7 separate regions of the Mus musculus genome follow, and all the other regions are linked to region 6. Evidence: chromatin contacts called from public Hi-C and HiChIP or PLAC-seq data. All regions are on one chromosome and are shown on one strand. Each heading gives the region's core, a stretch centred on a gene start, on an enhancer-like site or on the middle of the called end of the contact. The rest is flanking DNA. Distances are from core to core; before and after follow the strand shown.

Evidence for each region. HiChIP or PLAC-seq counts read pairs in DNA pulled down with a chosen protein or histone mark. A called contact is a pair of places that touch in the nucleus more often than the background predicts.
Region 1: a contact with region 6 is called in an H3K27ac HiChIP or PLAC-seq map of embryonic stem cells, with 3 times the contacts expected there. The contact joins the enhancer-like site here to the promoter of Vcan in region 6. A contact is called at or near these places in 5 of 39 promoter capture datasets (the 3T3-L1 cell line, the C10 cell line, cranial neural crest and 2 more), 1 of 15 datasets of contacts at CTCF or cohesin (pro-B cells), 1 of 484 Hi-C or Micro-C datasets (uterus) and 11 of 115 datasets of contacts at active chromatin or transcription factors (the 230-238 cell line, the NIH/3T3 cell line, embryonic basal ganglia and 6 more).
Region 2: an H3K4me3 HiChIP or PLAC-seq map of the 230-238 cell line shows a contact between it and region 6, with 7 times the contacts expected there. The contact joins the enhancer-like site here to the promoter of Vcan in region 6. A contact is called at or near these places in 10 of 39 promoter capture datasets (the 3T3-L1 cell line, the C10 cell line, HPC-7-derived erythroid cells and 5 more), 1 of 15 datasets of contacts at CTCF or cohesin (pro-B cells), 9 of 484 Hi-C or Micro-C datasets (the 3T3-L1 cell line, 3T3-L1-derived adipocytes, Th1 cells and 6 more), 13 of 115 datasets of contacts at active chromatin or transcription factors (the 230-238 cell line, astrocytes, bone marrow-derived macrophages and 8 more) and 1 of 9 other capture datasets (adipose tissue).
Region 3: a contact with region 6 is called in an H3K27ac HiChIP or PLAC-seq map of neural progenitor cells, with 5 times the contacts expected there. The contact joins the enhancer-like site here to the promoter of Vcan in region 6. A contact is called at or near these places in 9 of 39 promoter capture datasets (the C10 cell line, cranial neural crest, hematopoietic stem and progenitor cells and 5 more), 1 of 15 datasets of contacts at CTCF or cohesin (pro-B cells), 3 of 484 Hi-C or Micro-C datasets (the C2C12 cell line, bone marrow-derived macrophages and granulosa cells), 11 of 115 datasets of contacts at active chromatin or transcription factors (acute myeloid leukemia, bone marrow-derived macrophages, cardiomyocytes and 6 more) and 3 of 9 other capture datasets (adipose tissue, liver and pancreatic islet).
Region 4: a contact with region 6 is called in a Hi-C map of nephron progenitors, with 5 times the contacts expected there. The contact joins the enhancer-like site here to the promoter of Vcan in region 6. A contact is called at or near these places in 9 of 39 promoter capture datasets (HPC-7-derived erythroid cells, cranial neural crest, embryonic stem cells and 6 more), 3 of 484 Hi-C or Micro-C datasets (bone marrow-derived macrophages and nephron progenitors), 9 of 115 datasets of contacts at active chromatin or transcription factors (the 230-238 cell line, bone marrow-derived macrophages, embryonic basal ganglia and 4 more) and 4 of 9 other capture datasets (adipose tissue, embryonic stem cells, liver and 1 more).
Region 5: a contact with region 6 is called in a RAD21 HiChIP or PLAC-seq map of pro-B cells, with 2.8 times the contacts expected there. The contact joins the enhancer-like site here to the promoter of Vcan in region 6. A contact is called at or near these places in 5 of 39 promoter capture datasets (the C10 cell line, HPC-7-derived erythroid cells, cranial neural crest and 2 more), 4 of 15 datasets of contacts at CTCF or cohesin (the NIH/3T3 cell line, large pre-B cells, pro-B cells and 1 more), 10 of 484 Hi-C or Micro-C datasets (the BV-2 cell line, the C10 cell line, the N1E-115 cell line and 7 more), 23 of 115 datasets of contacts at active chromatin or transcription factors (the 230-238 cell line, the NIH/3T3 cell line, acute myeloid leukemia and 14 more) and 4 of 9 other capture datasets (adipose tissue, embryonic stem cells, liver and 1 more).
Region 7: an H3K4me3 HiChIP or PLAC-seq map of craniofacial prominence shows a contact between it and region 6, with 4 times the contacts expected there. The contact joins the enhancer-like site here to the promoter of Vcan in region 6. A contact is called at or near these places in 12 of 39 promoter capture datasets (the 3T3-L1 cell line, the C10 cell line, HPC-7-derived erythroid cells and 8 more), 2 of 15 datasets of contacts at CTCF or cohesin (the NIH/3T3 cell line and large pre-B cells), 4 of 484 Hi-C or Micro-C datasets (bone marrow-derived macrophages, cortical neurons, embryonic stem cells and 1 more), 19 of 115 datasets of contacts at active chromatin or transcription factors (the NIH/3T3 cell line, acute myeloid leukemia, astrocytes and 14 more) and 3 of 9 other capture datasets (adipose tissue, liver and macrophages).

What each region holds. Positions count from the first base shown.
Region 1 is chr13:90,201,004-90,204,580 of GRCm38.p6, reverse strand. No RefSeq gene overlaps it. Among named protein-coding and RNA genes, the nearest start is that of Gm41013, 40 kb to the right of the region's middle. Within about 2 kb of position 1,305, at least 5 of the 459 cell types and tissues checked have an H3K27ac peak or open chromatin away from gene starts, as enhancers often do. A contact at or near this core is called in embryonic stem cells, where this site is marked.
Region 2 is chr13:90,237,197-90,240,723 of GRCm38.p6, reverse strand. No RefSeq gene overlaps it. Among named protein-coding and RNA genes, the nearest start is that of Gm41013, 76 kb to the right of the region's middle. Within about 2 kb of position 2,188, at least 7 of the 459 cell types and tissues checked have an H3K27ac peak or open chromatin away from gene starts, as enhancers often do.
Region 3 is chr13:90,031,154-90,034,783 of GRCm38.p6, reverse strand. The region is part of intron 3 of Xrcc4 (X-ray repair complementing defective repair in Chinese hamster cells 4); the gene reads left to right. Among named protein-coding and RNA genes, the nearest start is that of Xrcc4, 57 kb to the left of the region's middle. Within about 2 kb of position 2,158, at least 6 of the 459 cell types and tissues checked have an H3K27ac peak or open chromatin away from gene starts, as enhancers often do. A contact at or near this core is called in neural progenitor cells, where this site is marked.
Region 4 is chr13:90,168,705-90,172,028 of GRCm38.p6, reverse strand. No RefSeq gene overlaps it. Among named protein-coding and RNA genes, the nearest start is that of Gm41013, 7.4 kb to the right of the region's middle. Within about 2 kb of position 1,423, at least 15 of the 459 cell types and tissues checked have an H3K27ac peak or open chromatin away from gene starts, as enhancers often do. A contact at or near this core is called in bone marrow-derived macrophages and nephron progenitors, where this site is marked.
Region 5 is chr13:90,056,501-90,060,119 of GRCm38.p6, reverse strand. All of the region lies in intron 3 of Xrcc4 (X-ray repair complementing defective repair in Chinese hamster cells 4), which reads left to right. Among named protein-coding and RNA genes, the nearest start is that of Xrcc4, 31 kb to the left of the region's middle. Within about 2 kb of position 2,244, at least 9 of the 459 cell types and tissues checked have an H3K27ac peak or open chromatin away from gene starts, as enhancers often do. A contact at or near this core is called in pro-B cells, where this site is marked.
Region 6 is chr13:89,740,490-89,743,842 of GRCm38.p6, reverse strand. Vcan (versican) reads left to right here and starts at 1,331. Exons shown (of 15, transcript NM_001081249.1): 1 at 1,331-1,770. The region is part of intron 1 of Gm4117 (a long non-coding RNA gene); the gene reads right to left.
Region 7 is chr13:90,150,784-90,154,223 of GRCm38.p6, reverse strand. No RefSeq gene overlaps it. Among named protein-coding and RNA genes, the nearest start is that of Gm41013, 10 kb to the left of the region's middle. Within about 2 kb of position 1,868, at least 45 of the 459 cell types and tissues checked have an H3K27ac peak or open chromatin away from gene starts, as enhancers often do. A contact at or near this core is called in the NIH/3T3 cell line, cortical neurons, craniofacial prominence and 5 more, where this site is marked.

The sequences.
Region 1 (3,577 bases), core at 56-2,555, 460 kb before region 6:
AACAAACTCAAAGGAAAAAAAAACACATGATCATTACATTAGATGCTGGGAAAGCCTTTAACAAAATACAACACCCCTTCATGTTAAAAGTTTTGGAAAAATAAGGAATTCAATGCACTTATGTAAACACAATAAAAGCAATATACAGAAAACCAATAGCCAACATCAAATTAAATGGAGAGAAACTTGACACAATCCCACTAACATCAGGGACAAGAAAAGGCTGCCCACTCTCTCCCTAGTTATTCAATACAATAATTGAAGTTCTAGCTAGAGCAATTTGACAACAAAAGGAGATCAAAAGGATACAAATTGTAAAGGAAGAAGATAAAATATCACTATTTGGGGATGAGATGATAGTATACATAAAAGACCCCAAAAATTCTACCAGAGCACTTCTCCAGTGGATAACTTCAACAAAGTGGCTGGATATAAAATTAACTCAAACTAATCAGAAGCCTTCCTGTACACAAAGGATAAACGGGCTGAGAAAGAAATTAGGGAAACAACACCCTTCACAATAGTCACAAATAATATAAAATACCTTGGTGTGACTCTAACCAAGGAAGTGAAAGATCTGTATGACAAGAACTTCAAGTCTCTGAAGAAAGAAATTGAAGAAGATCTCAGAAAATGGAAAGATCTTCCATGCGCATGTATCATCAAGATTAACACAGTAAAACTGGCCATCTTACCAAATGCAATTTACAGATTCAATGTAGTCCCCCATCAAAAATTCAACTTAATTCTTCACAGAGATAAAAAGAGCAATTTTCAACTTCATAGGGGAGAACAAAATCCCAGGGTAATGAAAACAGTTCTCAATAATAAAAGAACTTCTGGAATCATGATCCCTGACCTCAAGCTATACTACAGAGCAAAAGTGATAAAAACTGTATGGTATTTGGTACAGAGACAGAAAGGTAGATCAACGGAATAGAATTAAACAACCAGAAATAAACCCACATACTTATGGTCACTTGATCTTAGGCAAAGAGGCCAAAATATACAATGAAAAAAAAAAAGAAAGCATGTTCAATAAATGGTGCTTGTCTAACTGGCAGTCTGTGTGTAGAAAAGTGAAAATAGATCCATGTTTGACACCTACACAAAGGTCAAGTCCAAATGGATCATGGACTTTCACATAAAACCAGATATGCTGAATCTAATAGAAGAAAAAGTGGAAAGAGACTTGAACACTGTGACCTTCCCCCAGCCTTGAGCAGGCTGACTCAGACCTCACTTGCCACAGCCAGCTACCCCACCCAAAGTAGAGGCTTCTGATCTAGGTAAAGTCTATTGTTCTGCCACATCTGCAGCTTTCCTCCAAGATGCCATGACCTGCTAAGAGGCTGAACCTGTTTTGCTGACACTATCCAGACAAAGCAAGGATCCTGACAAAGCAACAAGATCCTGGCATGGTAGGGATGGGATCCTCCGCTGCCCCCTTGCTTTATAAGCTCAGACTCATAAGTAAACATTGGCCTTGATCAGAAAACTTTGTCTTGGCTCGTTATTTCTCTCGCAGCCTTTCCCATTCAAAACCCGATTTACTTTCAGGAACCCAGTAACCTGTATCCACAGGCCGCTACAGGTGCCGCCCCACAAATGGCCTGAAAGCAGAAAGAAGGACTGGGGTTACACTGTCTTGGTGGGGCTCCATAGAAAACAGAAGAAGATGTATCCTGCACAGTAAGCAATATACAGCATTAATGTTAGAGCTAAAAATTTCACCTTTTGAAGGCTGTTGATTACAAGGGTGCAAAAACGATACAGGCTAGACTGAGTCAGCATTGGCCCAGCACTAATATCAGCTAGGGGTTGACAATGGGAAATGGGATTGGAAAACTCTAAACAGGCATTTGTCCACAGCCAAGAACTACATCAGGCAAGCGGAGTAGGGCTTAAAATAATAAGAAAAGAAGAGAAGAGAAGAGAAGAGAAGAGAAGAGAAGAGAAGAGAAGAGAAGAGAAGAGAAGAGAAGGAAAGAAAAGAAAAGGAAAGAAAAGGAAAGAAAAAGAATAAAATAAAATGAAATGAAATAAAGGAGATGATAGATATACAAATGACATGAGAGAGATAGAGATCAAGAGAGAAGAAAAATGGATTTTGGAGCTCTCCCCAGGACAGAAGGAAATCGGGAGACATCTCTGGCCCCTACAGGAGACACCCTTAGTCCTAGTTACATCAAGTTCTCTACCCTTTCTGTATTGTCTGTGTTTGGTACACCAATCTGTCCATGTGTCAATTCATGTCTGTTTTTGTTTTGTTATCTGAATGACTGTTGTTCTATGTTTCATGTTGAAAAGAAAAAAATGGTTAAAACTTTATCTGATGGATGTCATCTCTTGATTCAGTCTCAGTTTGCACAGTGTAGGCTGATTAAAGTTGCCCTGCACCTTAGCCAGGAGTCAAGCACAGCAGGAGAGCCCCTGCTGAAGATCTGTTTATAAAAGGAGTCTGCAGCTTCTTAGTTCTAAGGCAAATAAGCTGATAGTTGTTTTTTTCCTAGAAAATTCTCTGCAATTGTGATTATTGGGTTCAGCAAATGACAAAGTGTTTTTCCTCTAAAATTATAGCTAGAAAAAGTAAAAATTCTTAGATAGATCTAAATTTATAAGATTTGTGTAGCCACTTCATTTGGTTTCTGACTGGTCTTAAAGGTATAAATGTGCTCTGCATGTCTTGCTCATAGAGTATTGGCTTATAAGTTATTGGGTATGATTAAAAAGGTGTAACATTGGTAATAAGAAAGTTAGCTTAAACTGATAATTCAGAGTTGGAGTCATTTTAAACAACAACATGTGGCATGAACCAGCCCAGGAAAATAGGCCTCTATGGATACTTCTAAATTGGGATAATATTTTCTTTAATTCTTATCCTAGAAACTAAACTTATAAGAGATAAGATTTAAAACAATGTCTCTTTAATGAAGCATTAAAAGTTGCACTGTCATGCATTCATATGTACGAATTGGCAGCCAAACTTCGTAACATGAAAGTGATGTTTCTGGTATTGATTTTAAAGAGAATAAATTGTTTAAAATTGTGCTTTGCTTTCCAAAAGTTATGGATATATTCTAATATTGCAAAAGAAACTTAAAAATTATGTTTAAAATTCCAAGTGTTCCATTGACTGCAGTTTACAGTTTGATCGCAAGCTTAAGATTTTTTTTTTTAAAAGATTTATTTATTAATATATGTAAGTACACTGTAGCTGTCTTCAGACACTCCAGAAGAGGATCTTGTTGTGGATGGTTGTGAGCCACCATGTGGTTGCTGGGATTTGAACTCTGGACCTTCGGAAGAGCAGTCGGGTGCTCTTACCCACTGAGCCATCTCTCCAGCCCAAAGCTTAAGATTTTTAACTCACCTATATACTGTTAACTAGGATGATTACAAGAGTATTCATCTTATGAAAGTGCTAATGCAGCTCACGGTGGCTATCCAGCCATACAAAGGAAAGACAGAGTTATCTAGATATATTTGTCTTTGTGCAGAAATTGGGCCCTCATACAGTCAGTTTGGTTATGGTTGCTGCCTTGCAGGGGACTACAGTACAAGCAAATGATTTCAC
Region 2 (3,527 bases), core at 939-3,438, 500 kb before region 6:
ACAATCAGCCATTATCCAACTCCTGAAATCATCCTGTCTCATTTGCAACTCTTCCTTGTTTCTCCTATCAATTTGATCTCTCTACTATTCAAATAAATGCCTTTACAAACTATGTATTCTACCTCAGAAACCACACTAATTTCTGTATATATACTATTTTATTTAATTCTCATTGTTCTAAAGAGTATTACAACTCATACTTTATAGAGGGGAAAACCTGAAATTCAAGCTCATAAAGTGGTAGAGAGGATGCAGATGGAGCAAGCAAGTGATGAGGTTTAGGGGATGGGTCCATGTAGGACAAGAACAGCATTGCTTAAATAGCAGCAGAATTCCTTTGCATTATTAGGCCTGAGTTCTACTCAAACTGTGGCTATAAAAGCTCTACAGCAGCTGTTCACACAAGCTCACCTCTTGGTTAAATCATCAAACCACAGTGAGCATCTATGGATCATGAACCATGTATCTAAAATATGAAGTTCAAACTCACCATCCTATCTGTAATTCTATACAGTCCATCTATTCACTGACTTCATCTGTGATCATTGTGCTAATCTGTCACCAACATGATCTGTCTCAAATGGTTCCATGTTCTGAGCATGGTTTCTTCCTCCATTCCACTTTTCCTAAATATAGTCATTATTCAGTATCCAAGCTAGGATGTTGGTTCAGGAAGGACCACTTATAGATTCCCAAGCCTGAAGATGCTCAAGTCCCTCATTTCCATTAGCACAGTATTTGTATGTAGCCTGTGCATGTCTCATATGCATTAAATTAGTTATAAATTACATATGGCAGATAATTATCATAGTTAATCTTGATATCTATGCAGAATAAAGTGTTCTTCCAATTATATCTGTGAGGCAGTTCTAAACACATTTAAGATGCAATCAAAAATGTGTCTTGGATATGGCTGGCCCCATCTAATAGGCTAGCAGCCTACAACGAATGAAAATGGAAGGGGAAGCTTAGCAGTATGTGCACACTCCTTTCCTTCTAACCGAGGGTACCTACTACTTCTGCCATCACATGTGTACATCAGACCCCTGCTCTTCAACCTATCAACAAGGACCCCCTCTAGTGTCTGCCCAGGTGTCGTCAACGCCTCCAACCTCAGATTTGGGCTACATTGTTTATCCCTCTTGTTCTGAAGCTCCATGCTTCTTGGGATTAACAGGTAGTGGATTCTCTGGTCCTCTCTCCATCATGCACAATACCTTTCATTCAATAAACTCCATCACTGTATGCTAATCTAATACCTTCCCTAATATCCTATTAATTCTATACCTCTAGAGAGCCTTCTTTGATTCACTAAAAAAACATAGTCATCACAACATACAGTTGAGGAAGTAATGGGGAAACACCTGTATGTACTAAGTACAACTTCTTTCTTTTTAATGTATTTTCAAACCACTGCTTGAATCCAAGTGTACAGACCAAGAGAGGCACCTATATTCTGTTTCCTGTTGCCATTCTTATCTCTCTGAAAACTCTGTCTTTGGATTTGGAAAATCTGCCTCTAACCTTTACACTGAGTAGAAGAGCTGTTATTATCTGCTATATTTACTCACATATTTGTTTAAAGCACATCATCATATGGAATACATAAGGTAAGTAGTTCATTTCTTCTAACTAATCACTGGACTGAGCTCTTCACAGTAGGGTACTCACCAATTCTGGACACACTGCAGAACACTCCAGAGATCCTCTATAAACGCTAACGTAATAGAAGAAAGGGTCCCTAAACTATCCAGGTCATCGGGTCACAAACACCATTTGTTTTTGCTGAATGACATAGGTAATATGCTTACTTTCATTCTATCATTTTATGTATGAAGGACAAAGTAGTAGGAAACCATTTCAGCCAGTGGTTCTATTTTCTTCAACCAACACAGAAAAACTTGTTACAAAAACCCTTCAGTAAAGAGTCAACAACCTTTTGTGAGATGCTTTAATAGAATCACAGGGTGAGGAAAAGCATTTCTCTGTGCCAGCAACTTAATATCTTCCTGTTCCTGCCAGGGATTGTAATTCAGGAACCAATCTCAAACTGAGGAGAAGAAAACCTGAGATGTTTCATGAAAATGGCTGAATGTCATCAGCAGCTATTTAGTGAGGGATGATATGTCAGGAGCAATCTACACATAAAATGCACTCTCACAGAATCCTGGCCATCTGCAGGGTCAGGAAGACTCACAACACTGACATCTCCCGCGGGAGTCTTTTCAGCTTTGTGCTTTTTCTGGCGAGAAGAAATACAGACATTTGTGATTTACTACTGTGTACTTACAGGGATAGAGTGAATTGTTTCTTAGGAAATTCCGGCTGAGATGAGAAACTTAGAAAATAAAAAGCATATATATATATATATATATATATACATATATATATATATATATATCAGAAAGATTGGAAACTGATAAAATATTTTATATTCATAAGAAGGAAAAAAATCTTGTTTCCATTATAGCTTTTGGGATTTCTGAGCCACCTTGGTTCCCTTTCTTGCCTTAGGGATTTCAGTGTTGTGACTGTCTGAGAGAAGCTATTCTCTTTGTTTCTTGCTTCTACTTCCCCCAGGAGGAAGGAGTGACTTAATTAATTGCAGCAATTAGATATAGTGGGACTTCTTAGTTCTTTTTCTTTCTTTCTTTAACTCCTCAGGAATGTGATCAGTCACCACTGTTTTTATGCGATAACATTTTTTTGGATCTGGTAGTCTGTTATCTTTGCTGTTAATTGTTCTAGAATCAAAACAGGATGGATTATTAATTGATACTTTCCAGTAATCCCCACAATGTTGTTTGTGGTGGTACTTCTGCACTATCAAGGCAGAATGAACAGTAAACTCACTTTGATCTCTGGATAGGCCATGGAAGATTCAGTGATTTTTACCAAAGGCAACTATTAACAGCATTAACAAAGAAGGTAATGAGAGACAGGAGTATGGCCTGATGTCTGGGGTTGGGGATGGCTTACTATCAGGACAGATATTAAAACAAAATTTTGAGAGACAGAAATTGAAAGTTTTGAGACTATGGATGGCATTATGAAATCGAGCTTAACAAAATGAAGATCATATTCTACAACGGGCAGTGGAATTGAAGGCCTTCCCACCGCAGACATAAAAGTGAAACTGGCAAGCAAGGTGCTGGGTGGAAGTGAAAAGTGGAGCAAACAAGAGGGATTTCAAGCAAATAGCTAACCAATTGCCTTTGTCTCTACACCAGCTAGAAACAAAACAACCTCTGAGAATAAGTGAATGAACCACAGTGGGATTCTATTGGAATACAGAAGTTTCAAGCTTCTTTGTTCTCCTATTTAGGGAAAGTACTGCCTGTCTTCTGCTGTCTGTTTGATTCACCCTAAGGTGAAGCAAGTTACAGAATACCTTTGTCTGAAACCAAATTGCTGCTGGGGAAATTCCAAAGCCATGATAAGACTTTTGGAGAAATGATCTATTCACAAAATAACAACAACAAAGGAGATGTTCAAAATCATCAGGAAAAAGGAGCCTTATTTATAAT
Region 3 (3,630 bases), core at 909-3,408, 290 kb before region 6:
TTGATATCTCACACTTTCTAACTCTATAGGTTGTTTGAGAGTTTTCTCTTTTTTTTATATCTAGTTCACCTTTATTAATTTTTTAATATTTGATCTTATAATATACTTACCTCATTTCTCCCTTCCCTCTCCGTCCTCCAATATTACCTGTAGAGTTTGGAGATTAGTGAACAGAACATGTCTAGGAAAATATAAAAGTGATAAATAAAAATAGAGTTATAAAAATAAATATAAAACTTTTCCATAATTTCCTAATTTAAAATATAAATTGCTGTTATTTTAGTTTCATTTTATTTTTAAACCTATTTGTAATACAGATCATTTCCTTTCTTTAATAGTTGATTGTAACAGCACTGCCCATGTGCAGTTTGATGGGGATCATGAACTTTGAGGGTAGTGGAGATGATTGACACAATTCTTGCAAAGAACTTAGAGATCATTGAATGTTTAGTCACAGTGTCTTCAGTGAAGCATTGTACGTAATGAAAATAAAGACAAAGATTTGGACATTTGGTGAAATAATAATGGTATAGTTATCTATTGCCAAGATGCCATAAATGTAGACCTTCTGTGCTAATGGTGAATGAAGTAGTCTTACTTGCATAGGTTGACTACTTTCTTTTATGTACTAATGTGTTCCTCCAAGGAAAATAAGGATGTCATTTTTAGTCATGAATACAGGGAGCAGGGTATGATTTGTGTAGAGTAGGAACTCATTAAGATTGATAGATGAGCCTGCTGCCACAGGGTTGTGATCCCATGTCCTCAGGAGGCTGAGGGAAGAGGATTGCAAGGTTAAGGACCAAGTGGACTAGAGTTCAATTAAAGCAGTCTGTGCGCAACTTTGTGAGGCTCTGTCTCAAAATACAAAGTAAAAAGAAAGCTGCTGTATAGTTTAGAGGTAAAGAACTTGCCTAGCATGGAGGAGGTTATATGTTCAAATAGAAACATATGACTAAAATACATGATGATAACCCACAATCTTGTGGGTCATTGCATTGGAGCTGTCATGGTAGCAGAATTCCCATTTGAGAAAAGTCTAAGACACTGTCAATTGATCTCTTGTTTATAGTCCAAAGAGGACTTCTGGCAGGCAGAGAGGATTCATTTTCTTCTTACTATGTACAAAGCTTTATTCTATTGACTAGATTATATCTCCTACATAACCTCCTAATATTTTTAGATCTTCTATAATTTTACTATTAATATATACCCATAATATTTTATAAGTTTGAAATACATAGAATTTTATATTATAATAGTTTATTAAACACAATTAGTAAATGTCCTATTTTAATATTTCTTCATTTTAAAATATGTCATGTGCTAAAAATGTAAAAACTATGGATATGCCCTGGGTTTTCTTTTGCTATTTAAAGCTATTCTTAAAAACTAAGTTGCTCTTTGGAAATGCTTACGTATTGATAACATAGTGATGGAGTATAACATTCAATTTTGCCAAATCAAATTACATAAGTGCACAAAAATAGAAAAAAAATCTTGAGACGTCTGCATGACTCTAAATAATTAGCTGTCAGATTCACAATCACACAGTGATCATATTGGGCAATAGTTTATGCATCCGTAATAAAATACAATTAAGTCTGTAAGTATGTGTAGTGCAAATGACATTTTCTGTATGCCATATCCCAGTGTTGCTTTTATATAAAGTGCCATGATCAACTGTTTATGTTATAATGTGAAATTCTTTATTCTTTCCTCACCAAGTTGTGCAGAGCTCTTACCAAGTGGCAAATTCATAAAGAAATGAGTTCTAATTGTTTTGAATAAATTTCCCGAGCTTCTTCTAGATACTTTCTCATGCTTAAGCTTTTGCTTTCCTGGTGATCTCAGGGGGGTGATCCTGCAGGATTAGGGGAGAGAGAGAGAGAGAGAGAGGGAGAGAGAGAGAGAGAGAGAGAGAGAGAATGTGTTGCTTTTTCGGGGATCAGGAATGTGTGTGTTTGTAGGGGGTGTGATTCTTCAGTGGTTCCTACTTGCTTCTCTCAAGAAAGATAAAGCAGGGCTCAGAAGCCGCAAGCTAGGGCCTTGGCAAAGTGTTTTGGTTGTTTAGCTTTTTTTGTCCCTGTAGTACTTACAGCAATGGAAGCACATTGTGCCTGATTCTTTTGCATGTTGCTTGGAGCCTTTCTCACCATGCTTTGAGTCATCCAGCTTGATTGGAGGCTTTGTGCTTATTCTTCCATCTTAAGCTGTGTTCAGTTTGTATCACTGTGAAGCTTGCTCTTTTCTGAAAGGAAATGGAGCAGCACTGGATTTGGGGAAGAGAGAAAAGGGGTGTGTGTGTGTGTGTGTGAGTGTGTGTGTGTGTCTGTGTGTGTGTGTGTCTGTATGTGTGTGTGTGTCTGTGTGTGTGTATATATATAGGGAAGACTCTGGGAGGGAAGAAGTGAGAGATGTTTGGGTTGTATGAGAGAAGAGTAAATAAAAAGAAAAAAGGAAAGCGACTAAAAATTTCAGTTACTTGGAAATCATTATGTTTTAAATTTATTGTGATACTATAAATCTGTTATTTTCAGGCACTTAAAATGGCACTTAAATAAGCCTGTTCTAAATGCTTTGCAATAGAAGCTTCTTTAGTGAGTGTATCAATCATATGAAGTAGATCCTCTTACCACTCACACATTATAGACACGGGATAAATGGAGAAGAAACTACAGAGCCAGTCAGTGGCCACTGGATTATTAGCTTCACTTTATTACTTCAGATATGTTGATATCTATATTTGCTTTTACTTTAGAGTGACACCTTTGTGATTGCAAATATTATATTGAAATAGATAAGAATATAAGATCATTCCAAAAAGATAAAGTCTAGATGTCTTTAGTGATAATTGACACAGACATAGCTACCTGATTGCTACATGGCTTGGTTGCTGCAGAGGTCCTCATGAAATGTCACTCATTCCTTCAGTTTTTATATATGTCTTGTTTATTGGAAGTCCAACTAACTTCAATAAATAAAGCATATTTCATACTTTGTCTTTAAATCTGCCCATGTTTGGCACAGCAAACTTCCATTTTGCTGACTGCAGCAATTTGAAAGCATTATTATCATAAATTGTGGTTTGACATTTATCTTTAAAATAGTCTTTTCATGTAGTTATTGAATGCAAGTACTCATATAGAAGTTCAATTATTTTTTTTAACACATTTGCAGTTTGGCTGAAGTGCCCAACTATCTTTTGTTGTCTTTTTACTAAACCACTATGATTTTTGTAAATGCCACTGAGATATTCACTAGTCAGTCATGGGGGTGAGAATAAAGTTAAAGAAATTGTATTTTGTTTCTTAATTGTTTGATTTCTTGTTTTAATAATTGTCAAAATATAATAATAACCTATAAAACTGACCAATGTCAGTTACCTCCTGACTATTTTCCTGACTATTTTGTTTATTGTTGAAGAGATAAATGTATTTAGGAGGCATTTGATTAATGCTTCTTGTGTATCTACTAAAACATGTTATAGGATGGAGTCTGTTCATCACCTTTTCCATTGTGTTTAACATACCTTTTCTCTATACATTTTGAAAGTTATTTTGTTTCTGGGAACATAAATAAAGAACAGATGGCTGTTCACACCTCAGTAGGAATACCAGGGGACAGAGG
Region 4 (3,324 bases), core at 174-2,673, 430 kb before region 6:
TCCGTAGGGTTAGGCTTCATAACACAAGCATGTTTTCATTTTTCATCCTAAGCTTATAGAAAATTCTTCTTTATTCTGCTCAATCTCACCCACTATCATTTCCTTTTATTCATTACTCAGGCAAGATAAATCATGTGTCCTATCTCATATATTGTTCTGATGAGAATTGTCTTTTTACTATGGTCTCAAACAAGACACCATGGATACCTTGACCTGCATGGCAAAGATTCTGTGCTGAGAATGATGTTGTGAGTCATTCATATATGCTGATTTACTTTCCATGTGGAACCACTCTCTTCAAGTAACCACCACACATCTGTGGTGGGCCCATTGGCAGGCTGTGTAAGCAAAACCTTGAATCCAGGAGAAGACTGGATTCCACAGGGGCAGCCAGGATGGGCACATTTAGCATCCTCTGGCAGCATTGGCTCACTCCTTCCTGTCTGAGTCTCTAAACATGTGCTTTAATCATTCCAGCTCACTGACTCATGAAATGTAAACACAAAGGTGATAATTAGTTAGAAGGGCATAGTCCTTTCTTGCAAGTTGAATGCACCTTCCTGCTAGAATTTCACTCTCAGAAAAGACATGTAATACCTGACACTTGAGTTTGCCTTGGTTCAGTTTTCCTCAAGCTTGATACTGCTGGCTTCAGATTCATAATATTTTGCTTGGATTTTCAACTGTATTCAAATCTGCATAACTTCCACAACCAGCTGAGACAAACCAGATGAAGAATTTCAACCACATATATTCACCATGTCCAATTATTTCTATTTCTTTCCTTTTTCCTTTTTTCTTGCTTCTCTTTTTTCTTTTTTTCTTTTTTCTTTTCTTTTCTTTTCTTTTCTTTTCTTTTCTTTTTTTTTTTTTTTTTTTCTTTTTTTTTCCCCATTTTGGTTTCTGGTTTCCCATCTGTGTGGCTTAGTTCCTGTGAGGCCAGATTTAGAAATGGGTGGGAAACTATTGCCTAACTTAAGGAGTGTTAATCATTTCCCCTTAATAGAAGTAACATTTTTATTGCAGCTTTAGTGATGGAATCTTTTCCTGAGGCATGAAACAATAACAAAATCCCTCTTACATACCTGTCTCAAAAGAATTCTAATCTGTCTGGGAGGCAGCCACCCCTGAAGGATGCTTAGGCTGTTCTCAGAGGGTTGGCACACTTGGGGATATGCTAAAGATATGCAGAAGTTTAAGTAACTTCCCAATCATCCGCGGTGAAAGAAGAGACACTGACTTCAAGCATTTGGAGTTCTGGTTCTGGTCTGCATTTTGTCAGGTGTGACTTTATAGCAGGCAGCATTTATTTAAATTTACCAAGCCTTTTATATTCATTCTGCGGAATGCCTGCAATGTTGCAATTTGCAGACTAATTTAAACCAAGACACAGAGAGGGCAAGTGAGCAGCTGGAGTCCACACAGCTAGCTGTTTGCAGAACCAGATGCTAGCCCCGGGTTTTCTTTCCTGTCTCAGATTCTACTGCCATCTACACTATGAGGATATTTTTCCTTTACAGAGTTTGTGTTTTGATTTATCTTAATCTGAAAAATGAGGTGATTTAGCTAAACCTCAAAAAAACCCTTTGATCTTGAATACCCTATGATCTTATAATTGAGTGCTATCCTCAAATTTGGGGAGAATACAATTTGGTTCAGTTCAGCCCAAACAATACACATATTTATAAAATAAAGTTGAGAAGCAGTGGGCCAGGAGTGGTATGAGATTAAGGTCTGGTATTAATCTGGGAAAGCTTCCGGACTAAAAGGGTTTCATCTGGTGCAGGCAGGAAGAGCTGTGATGTTGGTTGGCAGACGGGAGGGACTCAACTCAAGCCTCTTCAGAGCTCTAGCAACAGAGGATTCAAAAGGAAAGGCCATTAGCAGGGCCTCCTGATGGAATGACAGGCTCTCAGCATCAAGCATCTTACTGAGGAAAATAAAAATGGGCCTCTAGCTCAGAGCCTTTCCTTTCTTGGGAATTCATACATCATTGACTGGCTGATTGCCTGACTAAGGTGACCTGAGCTGCAGAGTTGCTTTGAAGCTTACAGTTAACAAGCTGTAATTGAGTAACTGTCCAAAGATTCAAATGCATGGAAAACCATGAAAGAGTAACGTTTCCATGTTTCCGAGTTTGCCAACATACGGTTTTCTTTCTCCTGTGCACTTTGTCCCTCTCTGAATTTATAACATGTACATCAAGATGTACTCTAACTGTTCATAATTAACACTTAGCATGTTTTTTCCAAAATATTGGCAATGTTAGCAAATGTTGACACTGTATCTTTTCTAGTCTGCTAGGGATAAAGTACCCATATTGAAAAATCATCTCTCTTTTTCACTCAGTTTGAGACCTTTTTAAAGAAGGGAATTCTAAGATTTGCAGGGTCACTGTGAGTGGAACAGCTGAAGATATACGTGCAGGCTGAGGAACTAGAGTAGAACTCTATACAGTGAGCTCTCTGTATCTTTCCTCTGACATGGAGCTAATGGGAAATGCAATTTTGAACTTATAAAAACAATTCTATTTAGAGGTTGTAAAGATCCTTCAGTCAGTGAACTCAAGCTCTCATCCATGTTGAAAAATGTAGCATGGCAGCATGTGTTTGTAATCCTACTACTAGGGAAGCTGGAAGGGCCCCTCTCCTGGGTTCACTGGCTTAAGCCAAGATTGACCTGAGGTCTACAAACATAGATTTATTCATTTGCATATGCACACACCCCAACAACACATGAAAATACACACACAGGTGAGGAGGCATACATACTCATGCACACACCTATCTTATACATGCACCTACCCATGCATGCACACACCCATGCATGCACACACCCATGCATGTTCATACATCATCAAATAAATAAAAATAAAAATAATTGTATATACTAAAGTGCCAGAACCTATAGCTAGACACTTTCTCTGTATGATCTTTAATTTTTACAGTACCTCTTTAAAATAAAGATTTCGAAATCAGAGTGGTTCATTTACACGCCACACCAGGGCTATAGCACTGGTCAGCTTGACACAAATGCCCTGCTTCTTCCAATCTACACTTCTAAGAAACATGTATGGGTAATTAAATATTGGAGTTTTTAAACAAGTTAAAGGCATGCTACCTAATAACTATGTTGAAATATCTTTAGTCATGCACATTCACATGAAATTTAAATGTAATGGCAACTTTGGGGTAGTGAGTTAATGGGTTAGGATTTTAGGAATAGATGGACTTGCAAATACATATATGAATGTATCTATATTATACACACACATATATACATATATAAACATATATATACATATATGAATGTATCTATATTATA
Region 5 (3,619 bases), core at 995-3,494, 320 kb before region 6:
TTAGATCTTGGGGATGAATAAGATTGTAAGGGTTGAGGCTTACTAGTGATGTTTTTGTGTGTCAAGTTGACAAGGGGTCAATTGTACTGGCTAGTTTTGTGTCAACTTGACACAGCTGGGGTTATCACAGAGAAAGGAGCTTCAGTTGAGGAAATGCCTCCATGAGATACAACTGTAAGGCATTTTCTCAATTAGTGATCAAGGGGGAAAGGCCCCTTGTGGGTGGGACCATCTCTGGGCTGGTAGTCTTGGGTTCTATAAGAGAGCAGGCTGAGCAAGCCAGGTGAAGCAAGCCAGTAAAGAACATCCCTCCATGGCCTGTGCATCAGCTCCTGCTTCCTGACCTGCTTGAGTTCCAGTCCTGGCTTCCTTGGTGATGAACAGCAGTATGGAAGTGTAAGCCGAATAAACCCTTTTTTCCCCAACTTGTTTCTTGGTCATGATGTTTGTGCAGGAATAGAAACCCTGACTAAGACACAGAATTTTAGAAAGAAAACATTAAATTTATCTTTGCCTAATTAATAATTGATTTATTTTCTTTCTTTGGGTATATTTGAAATTTTATCTTATTATTAGTTTAGTAAATTTTAATTTTTTAATTTGTGTCAGTGCTTTGCTTACATATGTGTCTTTGTGAGGGTTTCAAATACCCTGGAACTAGAATTACAGACAGTTGTGAGCTGCCTGCCATTTGGGTACTGGTAACTGAACCTGGATACTTTTAGCCTTTAAGTCATCCCTCTTATCTTTTTATATTTAAAATTTGAAAACAACATAGTTAAATATAGTAGTATATATCATCATTAATAATGAAGGAAACATTATTTATATTGTCATACTTTAAGAAAATAAAGTAGAAATAACTTTGTGTCTAAGCTTTTTAAAGATTGCATGCTTTCTAGCCAAGCAATCTGCTACTTGGCTTAATTTCTGCACCAATTTGGACTAAGGAGGTAGCTACTTTAAAAGTTTGTGTTTATTCATTTTATAGCCTACCTAAATTAAATAGACATCAAATTTGCTTTTGCCTTTGGTTTATCAATTATCTGAGATTTACAGCTTAAGAAAGAGAATTTTATCAGGTTCATTGATAATAACTAAGAAATTGGTTCTTGTTTTTCTGTTTGTTTTGTTTGCTTATTTTGTTTTTAGTTAAATCTAATTTTTAAATGCTTTTGAAGCAATCTTTTAAACTCATAATAGTAAAGGAGATTTACCAATCTGAGAAGTATTTGAAGAAATAAATAAAATTATTATTTTCAAATATATGTTATTGTGGGGAATAATGTAGAACAGCTGTCCCTTGTAATTTCATTTATAAGTTCTATATTTATATTCACTGTCAATGCTTGTTTTTTTTATCATGTTGAGCTTAGTCACATAATAATTTAAAATAGGTGAAGATTTTAACTACCACATTCAGTTTAGTATCAATTGTGTTCTTTTCTGTCGTCCAAGCTCAATCAGATGATGTTAAATGCCCTTACAAGTACTGCCTGTTTCTTCTCATATTGCAAAATGGAACAGGTCAAATTAAGAGCAATGCTATTTCCTATTCAGCAGACATTTTTTTTCAGTAGTTTGTGTCATTTTGTGGTAACATATGTCAAGTCACTGAGAAGCTTTTGGTACCTGGGATGTGAAAGGCTGGGGCTTGGCAGGTGCAGTGCTGGAGGGCTTGCCCCGGCTGCTTGCTTGTGCATCCTGCTTTCCTGATTCTGTGAGTAAAAATCTTTAATTCCTCATGAATTATGTCATTTACAGTTGTCTTGCTATAAATAAATTATAGACTGGCAGTAATCCTGGAAATTTCTTTGCTTTCTATCCTTAAATTAATCACTCTTTATCAAAACCAGGGCCTTGAATACTGTTTTTTACTGATTCTTACTAGTGATAAAACAATACAAGCACACTCAGGAATGCAGCAGCGTGCTGAGTCCCTAGACAATTTGCCTTTAACCATCACAGTGAAGTTTAGATGGCTGCTACCATGTTTACTGTTGCACACTGTTTGTTGTTGATAAGTTTGTTTGTGCCTGGATTGTTTGAGAGAGAATTTTAAATATTTAATTGAGTTAAAACTTTCTGTGCTAAGCTCAGCTTTCTAGATGCGGCTAAAACATTGGCAAGCTTATTCAGTCAGACTTCCTTAGGAGTCTTCTACAATGCCATGTGTTCTGCAAACTGATTCAGAATGATACTATCTCCTAAGTTGTTCTGCTGGCAAAAATGTGCTGACAGTTGCACACATGGCAAAATGCTGTAAGGTTCATTGCACTTGGATGACCCTGACATTATGAAGGAGTTTGTAATGCTTTCCTTAATGACACAGATAACTGTGAAATTTGTCAAAAATGACCACTGAAACTCAGAAGGATGAGAAAGAATGTACAGATTCAACTCAGAACGATATAGTAAATTTTGTTGTGTTTCCACATAATAGTGTTCCCATAGCAAAGAGACCTCTGTGAATCCCTACTCCAGATCATTCTTGTCTGGCCCTCTGGCAGGCACAGTTTTAGCCATTTCTTGCCATCTTCAAATCTTTCATGTGCCAAGTCATGTATTCAGGATCACTGCACATCTTGAACATTTGGAATATACAAGTCATGTAAGGATTGTGTGAAATTTACAGTTTTGCTTTCCCCTTTAAGAAAGGAAAATACTATTATCATTTTTTTATTTTTAGAGATCCATTTTAAGAAAAAATAATTCATATTTTTACTGAGTATTAGAAATTTCAGTTTCCAGTGTAAAGAGATACATAACCTTGTTTGTTGATGTTCAGGTTTCAGGAAGAATGGGTTCACAGTTTTTACGAGATTAGCTCTGAATTCATAACTAAACCCTTTAAAGTGTATGTTCTGATTAGATTTTCTTTTTTAGGAAAAGGAGTTATTTTCTTTTAATCTTAATACCCACTACAATTAATATTATATGATTATTTGTAAATTAATATATTTATATTATTTCTGTATAGTGTGAACCTCTGTGATGCTCACTACTAAGAAGTCTGTTAGTGATATAAGCTGGTGTGCACTGTAGTGTGACCACTGGGAGTTGTTCATGCATGTACCTTTACAAAACCTGTCTCTGCCTGATTATTTTCTCAACTTTTCATAAGTCAACTTGATTTTGAGGTAGACACTTGGTCTCTTGACACTGTAGCTTCATAATATAATTCTCTTCTTATTTTGCTTTAGCTAGATTTAGTTTGGTAGTAAGTTATAGCTAAATGTTTATTTTATTCTTCTTTTATACAGATGACTGCAGTTTCCTTTCCCTCCATTCCTCCCAGCCTCCTTCCCCCACCTCCTTTCTCACCCATATCTACTACTTCCCTGTTTCCTTTCAGAAAAGAACACTCTTCTCAGGGATATAAACTTTATATGGCCTAACAAGTTACAATAAGACTAGCTATAAACCCTCATGTCAACACTGGACAAGGCGACCCAGGAGGGAGACAAGGGTCCCCACAGTAGGCAAAAGCATCAGCTACCTCCCATGCCCACAAGAACACCAAGCTACACAGTAATAATATGTAGGCAGACAACCTAGCATAGATCTATGCAGACTCCAAGATTGCTGCTTCAGTCTCTGTAAGCCCCTATGAGCCCTG
Region 6 (3,353 bases), core at 82-2,581:
GGATGAAATTGTACTGATAATCCTACCACATGTTTATCACTTAAGATCTATGATCATATTGAATCTACAAACCTTAGAAAAGGAGCCCACATGCAGAAGGGTCTAGGTTACAACTTTAGAACTGTGGTTGGCAGCCAATCTAATTAAAGAAATCCAGGGTAAAGACAAACTCTCTGCGTTAATCACTACCGTTTCTGAAGCCCTGTGTTTGATGTCATTCTCTAAGCAAAACATTCAGAGTCAATAATTACAAGGATATTTCCATATTGGTGTAGGAGGAAAAGTTTGTAATTGTTTCAGTACCCTGAGAGTTACTTCGACATGTCTTGCGAACTTATTTTGTCCTCTCTCTAGAAACTCATACTAGACTTCAACGTAACGGAAAATTCAAAGTCGCCCTTTTGTGAGGGTCAGAAATCCTTTGTATTAACTGTTTGACCCTTTGCTCTTTAAGGTCCTAATGGAGTCTTTTGTGATTCAGTGAAGGGTGTGCTTCTCTATATTGATGTTGTTTACATCGATGGATAAGCCTGAGTAGGGGAAAAAAAAAATTGCGAACGTGAAAGATTCCATTTCCAGACAACATGGAAAGACTGGTAAGTCAAAGAAATCTGAGTTAGGCAGAAAATTCTGCAAGATATCCTGTGAAAGACAGAGGTATGGAAGAAGGAAGGAAGCGAAATACATTTAAGGAAAGACGCGGATTTGTGTCAGAGAAAGGATTCTCTTTGAATGGGACAAGGGATTGCTTGGGGGGATTTCCTGTCCAACCCTTTATTGCCAGGGTCTTTGTGTAGGGCCTGATGCCGCGGGCTCCCCATTGGGCAGTTCCCTAGGGAGAGCAGTCACGAAAAGCTTTTGCGTCTCCCTGGGGCTTGGGATCTCACTTTCTCAGTATCTCTTTCAGGTTGGCAGGAGCATTGAGCCTGACACCTCTTCTGATGGGACGAGCAAGCTCCGTGGTCGCATTAAACACATTATACGCAAGTTCTTGGCTGATGTTATAGAGTCCCGTCCGCTCCTAAGGACTGACCATACTTAATTGCTCTGTGCTTGCTGGCCGCAGCAGAGCCTGGGGACTCCTTTCCCCTAATTCAGAAGTAGCAGCCCAGGGCGGGGAAGAGGGGGTGGGGTGGGGATGGGTGGGAAGGCAGTTGTTTGAGACTGCACAGCGAGGTGGTACCGAGTCGTTGAATGAGGAGCACGGATTCCCCCCACCCCCAGCCGATTGGTACTTCTCATCAGGAAGAAACGCTGAGAGGTGGGAGTGCCTGGCCAGGGAGGCAGGCGGTCCCTACCGCAGGCTGAGGGAGCTCCTTTCCGCCCCTCCGCCTGTTTCCAAGCTTGGGCTCTTTGGAGTGACTGAGCTACGGAGCTCTTCAGGAGCCTGTGAATGAACCCTCCTCCTCCTCTCCCTCCTCCTTCTCGCTGAGTCTCCTCCTCGGCTCTGACGGTACAGTGATATAATGACGGTGGGTGTCACAACCCGCATTTGAACTTGCAGGCGAGCTGCCCCGAGCCTTTCTGGGCGAAGAACTCAAGGAGCGCGGGCGCAGCAGCTGTGAGCATTAGGTGCTGTGGCCAAGCGCTGGGACAAGGATCTGCCGCTACCAGCGCATCCTCTCTCCTCTCCAGCTCTGTCCCGCACTCGCTGCACCCTTCCCCAGGCCACCGCGCTTCCTATGTGATCTTCCGGGGCAACGCGGAGCCCTTTCTCACAGCTCAGCAGTGAATTTCCACCCCGAAAACTGCAGTAAGCCGCCTTTCAAGGTAATCACTTTTCTTTTGTTCCCCCATTTAAAAGAAAGAGGGAAAACTTGTTGGGAAAAGAAAACCGTCCAGCTTAGTAGGGGGAAAGACTCACATTGTAATTGGAAGAGGGCTTTAATTAAAGCCAAGAGGACTAGCTGTAAGGCGAAGTTAGAAAAATGTGCGCACTTTCAAACATGAAGGTAACTTGTTAAAGAGATGAATTCAGATAGACCTTGGTGCTGAAAAAGAGCTAGACAAAAGAAGTCCGGGGTGGGGTAGAGGAAAAGGACAAACCGAATAGGGGGAAGGGATTTTGTAGCGAAATCCTAGAAAAGTCCTGCTATCTTGAGTTGGAGGAATGGAATGGACTCCTCACACCTTGATTTTGTTCTCTTTAAAGTGGTCGAGGCAAAAGTTTGAATGGAGAGTCCCCAAACTTGCCCAAATGCAAGCCCCTGAAACCACCTTAGGGCAGACCACCTGGTTTCCTGGCTCCGTGTGTGTGGTCAGTATCTTTGGTTCCTGGAAAGTCACCTCTGGGCAGCTCCTGACAAGGCAGCAGGATACTTTAGCGGCCCAGGACCTGCACGGACATGACCCTTTCCCCCAACCCCTCAGGCAATGTGGGAGGCTATCTGGCAGGGGTTGGGTAGGGTCCTGGGGCTGCTTTTCTTTGATGACTTGAGGGCTGTCAAAGCTCTCTCACGTTGCCCCTGTGTTCTTTTGTCCTGCGCGTGGTGCTCCCGAGCCAGCCGGGAAGGCGCATTGGATGGGGGTGGGGTTGTTGGAACACCGTAGAGGTCTGGGAGGCTCCTGGGCGGGAAAGCTTTCCCTGAACTGGAGGGGTGTGCAGTATCTCCCCCCTCGCTCTGGAAAACGAAATGAAGGCTTGTCCCCCAATCTTTACTAGCAAACCAGGACCCATAGATTCTCCAGACAAAGGTGGCGTGGAGACTCGAGTTGGGGACCAATTGGTGCAGTCTTCTCGCCTGGATTACAGCAGTCCTCTGTTCCCTTCTGTATCTTCATCCGCTCCCATTTCTCCACTTGAGTTGAGCAACTTTACGGGCTGGTGGAGTGGTTGTGGAGAGTGCGTGCCGGGTTTCCCCGGGGACGCCCTGGCTGAGAAAGTCCTACTGCCCTGAGTAGGCGTGGGCATTGCAGAGACTTCTCTAGTGCCTGCAGACCCGGGACATCCCGGTTGTCTCGGTTTGTTCTCGGTGTCAATGGGCGTGGACTGCTCAGAGGGGTTAGACAGAAGAAATAGTGGTAAGAAAATAATGTCATAGCCTAAACTATTTGCTCTCGGATCCAACTACGTTCGCCTCCGCATGTCCTACGTGTTCTCGGGATCCCGAGGAAAGGGAAAGAAATCTCCCCCGAGGCTGCAGGGCAATACTGCCTCAAGTACACCCACAGTGGAGACTCGCTATCTGTGTTCCCTCATCTTTGTGTCTCTTTCTCAGTCTCCATCTTCTCTGTCTTCTCTTTCCCCTTTCTACCTCCTCTGCGCTTTTGCGTCCCCTCCCCCACGGCTCACAAATGAATGGCTAGTGTGAAGTCCCTTCCGTCTCTGTCCAAGGAGGCAGGCCCAGAGGGAG
Region 7 (3,440 bases), core at 619-3,118, 410 kb before region 6:
CATTGTGACTGGTGTGAGGTGGAATCTCAGGGTTGTTTTGATTTGCACTTCCCTGATGATCAAGGATGTTGAACATTTTTTCAGGTGCTTCCCAGCCATTCAGTATTCCTTAGGGGAGAATTCTTTTTTTAGCTCTGAACCCCATTTTTTAATGGGGTTATTTGATTTTCTGGAGTCCACCTTCTTGAGTTCTTTATATATATTAGATATTAGTCCCCTATCAGTTTAGGATTGGTAAAGATCCTTTCCCAATCTGTTGGAGGCCTTTTTGTCTTATTGACAGTGTCTTTTGCCTTACAGAAGCTTTGCAATTTTATGAGGTCCCATTTGTTGATTCTCAATCTTACAGCCATTGCTGTTCTAGTCAGGAATTTTTCCCCTGTGCCCATATCTTCGAGGCTTTTCCCCACTTTCTCATCTATAAGTTTCAGTGTCTCTGGTTTTATGTGGAATTCCTTGATCCACTTAGACTTGACCTTAGTAGAAGGAGATAAGAATGGCAGGCTGAGAAAGAAATTAGGGAAGGAATTAAGATTTTTAAAGAGTGACTTGTCTAACTAAAAAAAAAAAAAAATCCAGCGAAATATAGGGTTAGGAATTGAGCACATATGTTGTGTGCAATAATTTAAAAACAATCTGCACTATCACCTGCTACAATTCCTTCATCTCCAATTATAGCACCACTTAGCACCACTTAGTCTGATGAACAACACACAGGGCACAACGATGTGAACTATATGTATATGTAGAAATAGTCTCTGAGAGGTTCAATACTTTTGGGCTATGATAAACAAAAAAACAACAGCAGCCACAACAATAAAAAGACCTAAAGATGTTAACAAGACCTACCTCTAGATTTTTCTGGTTGTTCATTTTTCTTGTCTCACTTGTACTATAAATTACTTACATTAAACATCTCACTTTCATGGAATGTAAAAATTATTTTTAATATACACAGTATGGCACAATTTTTGAAAATTCACTTGTGAACAGAGCTCGGATTTCATCTCTTTCTATGACTCCTTTTAACTCTCTTTTCCCAACTGACTGTGTATCAGCCACCAACTGATGCAATTCTCCAGTTGCATACGCCACTCTCCGGATCTTAGATCTCAGCTTTACTCTACGGGGCTTATTATAACTGTGCAGTACATTTCCAGAGCCCCACCCCCAGCATGTCATTCCAAGGAGAAGTGGTGGATTGCTTGCAGCTGGATGCTATTTGGAAAAAAAAAAAGCCGCATATATTTACTAGAGCTTGGGGGGACTGCAGGAGGAGAGAACAATTGTCACCCTAGTCCCTTTTCCTGGCAGCACCTCAAAGGTTGACAAGTGGGAACAGCAGCACCATGCTCTGCCCTGAAAGAGGACAGAGAGAGAGAGAGAGAGAGAGAGAGAGAGAGAGAGAGAGAGAGAGAGAGAGAGAGAGAAATGTTGAAACCCTGAATTGCTTCTCCCTCCTCATTATGTATTATTTGTCAGTCATGGATAAAAGGTGGTTTTTGCCCTCCAGCTGCTAGCCCTGGGGTGCACATAGCACCAGATCTTGCTTCTTTCTTGTGGAACACTTCAAGAAAAATCGATGACTTCACCTTTCTTTGAAAGGTGGCCTTTCTCTCCCCTCCCCGCTTTTTTTCCTTTTTTAAAATTTCATTTTCATCTTTAACCAAATGGTTTAAACAAAGCAAACCATTTGGGAAAGAGATCTAAAATTTTGTTCTCTAATTTTCTGAGACTCACATCTTAGATTTTGAAAATATATATGGAATATTTTTCTCTTTCCTTATGGAGATAAAATGTCTTCAGTTTCTACAATTAGCATAGCTTGGTGCAGGGGGTGGAGTGGAGTTATTGTATTCCTTTGTACTGGGCTGTGAAAATGAGTAAGAAAGCGGATGCAGGCATTCAGTATGAAATTCAGACTTTTAACAGTAAATTCATTTGGTTGCTCAATTTTCAAATTTATTTTATAACAAACAACATTCCTCTCATTTGTACATTTTGCTTTCCTGTTAAAGGGGGTGCTTTAAAAAATCACCACCATTTTCAGTCTTAAGAAAGTTTTTGTAGAACTATAAAAGACATGGAATTCAGACATGTTTTAAGTTCATGTGATGAATACACACTGAATCATGTTGCAGATGACATTCCAGCTGATGCTGCTAAACCATGAATCACAACATTGCACTAATTCTCCACCTCAGAGGGAACCTGTTAGTATTGCCCTTTTCCACATAGTTTGTATCTTTTCTTGTGAAAAAAAGAGAAAAATCTCAGTGGAAGACATGTTAGTTTTTTAAGGTATTTAATCAGTATAGTAGAAGTACACACATAGTCACTTTTTTTTTTAAACTAGCTAAAAAACACTCAGAATAATAGACTGTAGTAAAAGCTTTACCAGGTAGCAGACATGATAATCTGCAAAAAACAGAAATTGTTTTCATAATACATTTTATTCTTTTGGCTTATTTGTTTTATTATTTTATGGCCAGAATTTGATGCTACCTGGAAAAATTCAATATTGTAAGGCCTAGAAACTCAAGTTCTCCTTTTCCTTACATACATAGAAATGTAAGGGATTGCATCTGCTGTAAATTTTGGGGGAAGCAAGGATTGGTCAACAGCTTTGGCCCACCTATTTCTTCAAGCTCCTTATTTGTGTATAGGCAGGTGGGACACCCTACAATAAACTCAGTATCAAGGATAACAAACCTTCTGAGGGAGGAGAGCTGGAAGGCAGTGAGGGCCAAGCTCCCAGGTGAGGCTGTCCCAGTCTTCATATGCTTTCCATCCTAAGCTATGAAGGGCTGGGACATGCTTCTCTGTCCCAGAGAATTCATGTTTTCTCATTTTACTTAAACTGTTTCTGGATGGTGCCTATCTCCTCTATAGGATCCTTGGAAATGAACTGTGCAAAACTTGGTAAAAAGCTCAAACATTCATAATCAGACATGAAATTCTAGAAGTGTATTCAGTGATTCCATTTCTAACTAAGGACAAGTCTTATTAAAACACAAGCTTTTAACTATGGTTGAGCCCTAACATCTATTAAGTGTACATTACATTTTTGAATAGTTGGAATTCATATGAGAACTTGAGCTTGAACTTATAGGATCAGCAGTGTGAGATGGGTCAGTTATAAAATTCTCTAGATTTCAAAAGGAAATTCATTCCTGACCATAAAGAAGCTCCCAAGTAGATGAGGAATCTGTGGTGCTCGCTGACAATGTGCATCTGATTTTGCTTTGAAGACTCTTGTTTCTTTTCAATCCTCTACTCCCTCCTCAGCCTTCCATGAGTAAAACTAAAATAATGTAAACCAGATTGGATGTTCGTTCTCTCCGTGTTATCTTGTCTTTTCTAGTCTTTTACTGAGACAGTTTTTATCCCTATGCTATATTCTTATACCCTCATTACGCATAAGCCCCAGTTTTATCACT